2 separate regions of the Mus musculus genome follow, and region 2 is linked to region 1. The links are chromatin contacts, called in public Hi-C maps. All regions are on one chromosome and are shown on one strand. The core of a region is the stretch at or near the end of the contact, and the rest is flanking DNA. Distances in the headings are between cores, read along the strand shown. Region 1 holds the start of 9430078K24Rik (RIKEN cDNA 9430078K24 gene). Region 2 overlaps Gm36660 (a long non-coding RNA gene).

What was found. A called contact is a pair of places that touch in the nucleus more often than the background predicts.
Region 2: a Hi-C map of epidermal suprabasal cells shows a contact between it and region 1, with 3 times the contacts expected there. The contact joins the enhancer-like site here to the promoter of 9430078K24Rik in region 1. A contact is called at or near these places in 4 of 484 Hi-C or Micro-C datasets (epidermal suprabasal cells, neural progenitor cells, stem cell-derived motor neurons and 1 more).

Annotation. Positions count from the first base shown.
Region 1 is chr12:79,934,701-79,937,943 of GRCm38.p6, reverse strand. It overlaps 9430078K24Rik (RIKEN cDNA 9430078K24 gene), which reads left to right and starts at 1,680. Exons shown (of 4, transcript NR_131074.1): 1 at 1,680-1,757. 4933435C09Rik (a long non-coding RNA gene) reads right to left here and starts at 1,405. Exons shown (of 3, transcript XR_381736.3): 1 at 405-1,405. Gm51985 (a long non-coding RNA gene) reads right to left here. Exons shown (of 2, transcript XR_003950201.1): 2 at 3,078-3,243.
Region 2 is chr12:80,039,903-80,043,145 of GRCm38.p6, reverse strand. The region is part of intron 3 of Gm36660 (a long non-coding RNA gene); the gene reads left to right. Among named protein-coding and RNA genes, the nearest start is that of Gm36834, 22 kb to the right of the region's middle. Within about 2 kb of position 1,480, at least 10 of the 459 cell types and tissues checked have an H3K27ac peak or open chromatin away from gene starts, as enhancers often do. A contact at or near this core is called in epidermal suprabasal cells, where this site is marked.

The DNA.
Region 1 (3,243 bases), core at 431-2,930:
GCAGACTTCTGCAGAACTGGGGTGTCCCACAAAGAGATGAGGGGCACTTAGCACACAATGCTTTCTTTTCTGGTTTTGGTGGAGAAATCTCTGCTGTCTGATCATGACTCAGAAATTATATAACTTGTTCAGAGAACAAAATGCTAAGTGTTCATTAAGTGAGTTGGGAGACCCAGAAGGTCCAGACACTGTATAGAGCAGGTCCTGGAGCTGCAGGCAGAGATCTAATTGGGGGGAGGCCCTGGAAGGGAGAGAGGATGAGAAGGAGCTTTAACGGAGGAATTTCTGAGACCATCATGGAGTTCCCGTCTTTTCTTTAGTGTCTCCAATCGGCTTCATACAATACAGTCAAGGTATAGTGGATCAACTCCAGGACAGGCAATCACAGTGCAGACCCATCTTACCATCTGGGAGGTGGGACATCTCCATAGGGTGATGGAGAAAGGTCACAGGCAGGGTTGGGACGAGAACTCTTGCCTTGTCTTTCCTCAATATTCTCTTTCTACTTGAAAAGAGAAGGATAAAGTCCTCCAGTGCTGGAGTCAGATGGCTTTAGTGTGTAGCCTGAAAGATTCAGTCTACTGGCCATGTGACTCCTCCACAGTACTAAAGGGAATAGATTTCTCCAATAGAGTGGTCCAGCTTGCCTCTTCCTCTGGGCCCCGGGAATTAGCTCATTAGACTCCTCTTGGGTGTCGAGACAATGGGTTGCCATGGGTACTCTCAGAACAGCACCCAACATGTAATGAGTTCTGTAGGGTGGGGTCATCCCCTTCTTCTCCCTCCAACTCTCCTTCTTTTCCCTTCCCTTCTTCCCCCTCCTCTTGAACCTAGGTCTGGTTAGCTGTGGACATTTGTCTATTTTGCTATAACCCCTGGCAGTTTCAGCGTGTTAGAGGAGTGTGGGAATCGGGCACTGGCCTGTGTCCTGCAGTGAGCCATAAAACAGCGGCAAAGGGAGCGGCCAGTGCAGATAGGCCTAGAGATGAAAGGCAGTGTGTTTTCCTTTCCAGAGTTCGGCTGTGTTCCTGAAGGCCCACAGCTTCCTCTGTCCTGCTGCTGGCTCTCCTTTTTTTTTTTTTTTCTCTTCCCAGTTCCCCTCAGGGATATCTTAAGAGGCAAACTTCCAGCACTAACAGGAGGTCTTTTGTTCTCCTAGTCTCAAAGTGGACTTTAACCCAGTTACTACAGACTGAGTCACAGTAAAAACAAACAAATAATAATACTTGGTTTTTCTTAAAGCCTCTTCCATTCCTGTTGACTGAAAAGGGGGAATCTGACACTTTCTTGGGCCTATGGGGGCTCTTCCCCACCCCAACCTTTTAGAGAGACAGTCTCAGAGAACCTTCCAGAACATTCTGGAGCTAGGCACTATGACTTGTTTTAGACTTTCATCTGATTTTGGGTGGTGTATGGACTCTGAGGAATTTGGGGGTCTCAGCATAGTCCTGGTAGGGCTCATCCTAGTCTGAGGAGCACTTGTTACACTCCTGGTGTGGACACATACTTACTCCTGGACTAGCCTCCCTTATTCACACTTTAGAGTCTTTATATGTGAAACTAGGGGATGAGGACATTCTCTGATTTTATCAAGAGAGACTTTGCGATTGACCCTGCTCTGCTAGAAGACGCTAGGGCAAATTAAGATGCTGTTTATAGCAGTCTGAGTCCATTCACTAAAAGCTTTATGGGCCCTTAGGAGTAGGGTGGGTGTCAGAGGAGAAAACCCCACTTCCTGGCCTCAGAAAGGCACACAGGTAAGCAGGGAAATGCGGAATCTTTTCCTGAGGTAAGATGGGTTTGTGTGAAGGGAAGGGGGTGACTGTTTCCATGGGGAGGGCATAGAAGTTTTTCCTAGGGGATGTAGCAATTGAGAGTGGAGCTGCTCAGGGAATGGAAAGTTGGGTGTTTAGGACAGGTGGAAGGAGCGAGGAAGGGTCCAAGGCATTGGGCTCATCAACAAAATGCTGTCTTAAGTATTTCTCTAAGAAGTTTTGCTTACATGTAAAAAAATATGGTTTTGCTTAAAGGCTCTTCTATTCCTGTTGACTGAAAGGGGGAACCTGACACTGCCTTGGGCCTACGGGACTCTTCTCCACCCCGATCTTTTAGAGACACAGTCTAGGAGAACCTTCCAGAACATGTGGAGCTTGGCACTGTGACTTGTTTTAGACTTTCATCTGATCTTGTTTAAGCAGACCTGGGCCTTCTCTTTTGTAAAAAGAGAAGAGTCTAGAAGAACATGCTACCAGCTTTGGAACTCTGTTCTAAGATGTCCGACTACATGCAACATTAAGACATGCCTGAGGCCACTAGTCCATCAGACACACTGCCCAAGGGTGTAGCCGTGGTTCCCAGTGAAAGGATTCCCATTCCCTAAGAGCTTGTCATCCTTAACTCCCCAGAGTGCAAGGACCTTGGGCAACACACTCATCACTCCCATCATGAAAAGCCAATTCAGGTGCTTGAAAATGCTGGTTCAATTAGCCCCAACTTCTAGGTCTTCTTTCTATGTGCCATCTCCAGAATCCTTGGGTAGATTGATGGTCCTCTGTGTGGCTATGGCTCATTCTTTACATTGTGACTTAAGCTCCATTCTCCAACAGCCCTCCTCCTGGGCTGTGAGCTCCTTAGAGGGAACTATGCTAAAGTACTTTTGTTTGTTTGTTTGAGATGGGGCCTCACTATGTAGCCTGGCTGTTCTGGAACTGGCTATGTAGACTAAGCTGGCCTCAAACTTATGGATATTACCTGCCTCTGTTTCCTGAATGCTGAGAATAAAGGCATGTACCATTGTCCCCAGCTAGTACTGTCAAACAGTCAATCTTTCCCAATGTTTGTTTCATAGACCTATAATGTGACCAAGGGATGGTTGATGGTGTATTCTGTTCTGTCTGACAAATAACAACAGAAATGTCACCTTCATCACCATCAACTTAATAGGCTTAGGCCTAAGACTTCCCACTGATCTCAGCCCTGTATAGAAAGAGATTTTTTTTTTCTAAGAAGCAACTCCCACTCCATCGTTTGAAATCTGACCAAGAGAATAATGGGAATCCAAGGCAGGAAACATTCTCTTTTTCAAGCCGATTTCTTTGCTTTAGTGAACCCAAGCAACATGAAAGAAGCCAGCATCTCTGGGTCCAGACCTTAGGCTCCTTACAGAGACTCAGCCTAGCCAGTTGGTGCTGGGGAACACCAGCCTCCCTCTTGGCCTGCCTTTTCTGGATTGGTTCTAAGAGG
Region 2 (3,243 bases), core at 231-2,730, 110 kb before region 1:
TGTGTATGAATCAATTCTCCCATGGCAGGGGGGTAGGGGGTGGTGGTGGGGGAAATGTGTGGATCCTGTAGGCAATGATAGGAGTCTCCGATGGAGACGGGCTGAAGAGGAGCACATGCTAGCATAGGCTCAAGGCATAGGAAAGGGAACACTCTCAGCATACCCTTCCCACAATAACCGCCCTGCTGCTGCTTTATGCAGTGCCTACCTGCTTGGGGTTGCGCATTGCCTTGCTTCCCAGATGCATCGAGATCTTCATGCTTATCTTACTCATCTGCACACTCAGAAGTGGGGAAGCAACAGGTATTATTATTGCCACTGACAGATGAGAAACTGGGGCACAAAACAGGTACAGTGTGGGAGTGGAGCCCAGGCTGAGAACACAGATCTGACCCCAACTCAAAGGGCATACTGATGGCAAACCTCAGAAAAATTGACCTTAAACAGTCAGGTGGTCACCACATTTGGAGTGGGGGAAGGGGGCCTTGTTGTTCTGGTGTTAGGATAATCTGGGGGCTTCAGTAGTCATGCTAATGTTTTAGATTTTTTGATTTCCCTTTTCTATGTTGGGTAGTGAATAGAAGGTGTTGTTGTTGTTGTTATTTTTACTTTTCCCACACATCTTAATTATTGGTCTCTGAAGTTACTCAGTTAATAGGAAAAGCATACGATGCTTACTTGTAATTAGGGCATTTTAACTTCTACTGCAGAGAGTGTGGATAGGAAAGGAAAGGAAGATGGGACAACAGAAGGTGATGGCATACTAGGGAGAGTGGGAGTCCATTGGCAAAGAACCATTCAAGAAATTCCTCATTCTTTTGACTTTTAATTCACATTTAATATTTTCACATTTGAATTTTTTTTTCTGTGCATGCTCATACACCGTACTGCATATAGAAGTCAGAGGGCAACCCCAGGGCTCGGTTCTTTTCTCCTCCCATCATGTGAATGCCAGAGAATGAACTCAGTTCGTGCAAGCTTGGCCGCAAGGGGTTAAAATAGAACAGTTCTTGAGGAGGTCTCATGAAGAAAGAGGTCCCCAGTGAGTCTCTCAACCACAAAGAACTCCTGTGGGTCATTTCCCACTATACAGATCTGAGAAGCAGCTTAGCTTGGGCAGGAGGAGTGGGACCAGGGTGGGGCGGAGCTAGTGTGATAGGCTAAAACCTAACCAGGATGCTAGACCCACCCTGGGTGTACCCAGGGCCTGTGTGTTGTACTCTAATGAGGGGTTGGGCCAATAGTGACGAGCATTTTCTTCTTCCTCTTCTTCTTCTTCTTCTTTTTTAATGAGGTGCTGTTTTGCATAGATAAATACTATGATTGTAATGTGGGAACCAAATGGCAGGTCATTATGCACCAGCACCCTCAGAGGTGAGATTACGGATTATGAAACCCTTCTGCTTCAGGCCTGCTGCCTGACCGTGGGAACTAGGAGGTGTCTGGTTGTCTGGGCCTCAACCTGGGCCAACTGGCTTGAGGCCCTCCTCCCGGGTCATCACCTGACAGTGGGGTGGGGACAGGAAGCTTTCCTCTCCATTGCTTACCTGAGATTCGGAATCCCTGGCAGAGCAAGTGGAAAGGGGAAGACTGGCTTCCTGCATTGCTGTCCCACTTGGATCCGTGGTCTGCCATTAGCAGGACCAAAGTTCTGCCCTTAGCATTATATGGAGCTGACCCCTGTGTGTTATGAGACGAGATCTGGGGCTGTAAAAGAGGGGTCCTCAGCAGTTCCTTGTGTGCCGATGCTTTGTCTGGGAGGAGACAGAACACAGGAAAAAGAAAGAAAGAAAGAAAAGAAAGATGGTTCACTCTGGGTCTGTCAATAGATGCCTAGCTGGGGGAGCCAATCTTAGAAGGTGGCGTGGCCTTGAAGGAACCTGCTGCTTGAAATAGCCTTGGAGCAGAGTAGCAAATGGCTTAGAGGAAATGGAGAAGGCCGGGAAGCGAGAGCCAGGGTTCAGGTCTTCAGGGAATGCTCCACTCTGCCCACTAAAGTGGGACATGCGAGTTCCTAGAGATCAACCAGCTAAGAAGACACTGCACACACTGTGTGCTTCGATGCACTTTGTGCTTTTTGTCAGGTTCAGCAAAGAGGGAGAGAATGAACACTGCTTAGCTTCCAAGAGGTCAGATCTTGGTGATAAATACAACCAAAGTCAGCACTGCCTGAAGAGGGAAGGACACTTCATAGACAGCAGAGGGGAGGGGAGGGGAGCGGAGTGGGGGATTGAGAGTGGGAGGTGGGAGGGGTTGTGTTCCAACTGTGGTTAAGGTGGCTAAGAACACTCCCTACAGATCACATCAGGGACGGCCAGCCTTTGGGACCGTGTCTAGCAGCCCAGGCCATCACTCACTCATTTAGTCAATTTATGACTGTTCATTAAGCACCTGTGATGGTGTCAGTAAGACAAAGAGTCCCAACAATACACAACTAGACAGCAACCAGTTTGTTCCTTCTGGTGTTGCCAGGGTTTTCAGAACAATGTCATAACATGGCTCTAGGGAGGACGTGAGACTCAGCTACTGAACTCCATCACACCCTCCTCTCCACTTCCAGTCTTCTAGCGGAGCAGCTGGACGAGGAGCAAGATGGGAACTGAGAGAGCCAGACTCTACTCTTTCCAAAGTCTTGAGACTCAGTAGGACCCAGACATGCTTCATGGTGTGGCAAGGAGCACTCATGATGCAATCCAATTACGCCAGGCTGTTAATGGGCTAAGTGCTATATCTTTATTATGCATCAAACGCTGGAACACATTAAGCACCCACCGTATCTCAGGCCTTCCGCACGAACGATGCATTAAAATCGTGATTCCATAAGAAGCTCATAACCCTATTTACCAGCTTCTTCAAGGACTTGACCTTAATTGATCTGTAAAAGCAAACATGACTCTTATCCCAGAGCTCTGTCAGAATGACTTAATGGAGGATAATAATGCTTACATTTCATAGCATCTAGGAATGGTCTTTTGTCTTTTTTCTATTTATTCTCACTGTAAGGAACACCTGTAGATGTTCTGTGCACCACTAAGTGCAATATTTGAAAGGAATTTGAAGGAAATTATTAAGCAGAAGTGGAAACTACATTTTTGTGTGGTTGGTGTTTTTGTTACATCCTATTTAAAGTCGTTTTATTATGTGTTTTATTTAATATTCATATACACTAATGTTTGGATCCACTCTAGCATTCATTACCTTCCAACTCCTACCCTATCTCTACCCCACGTACCCCTTCAAACT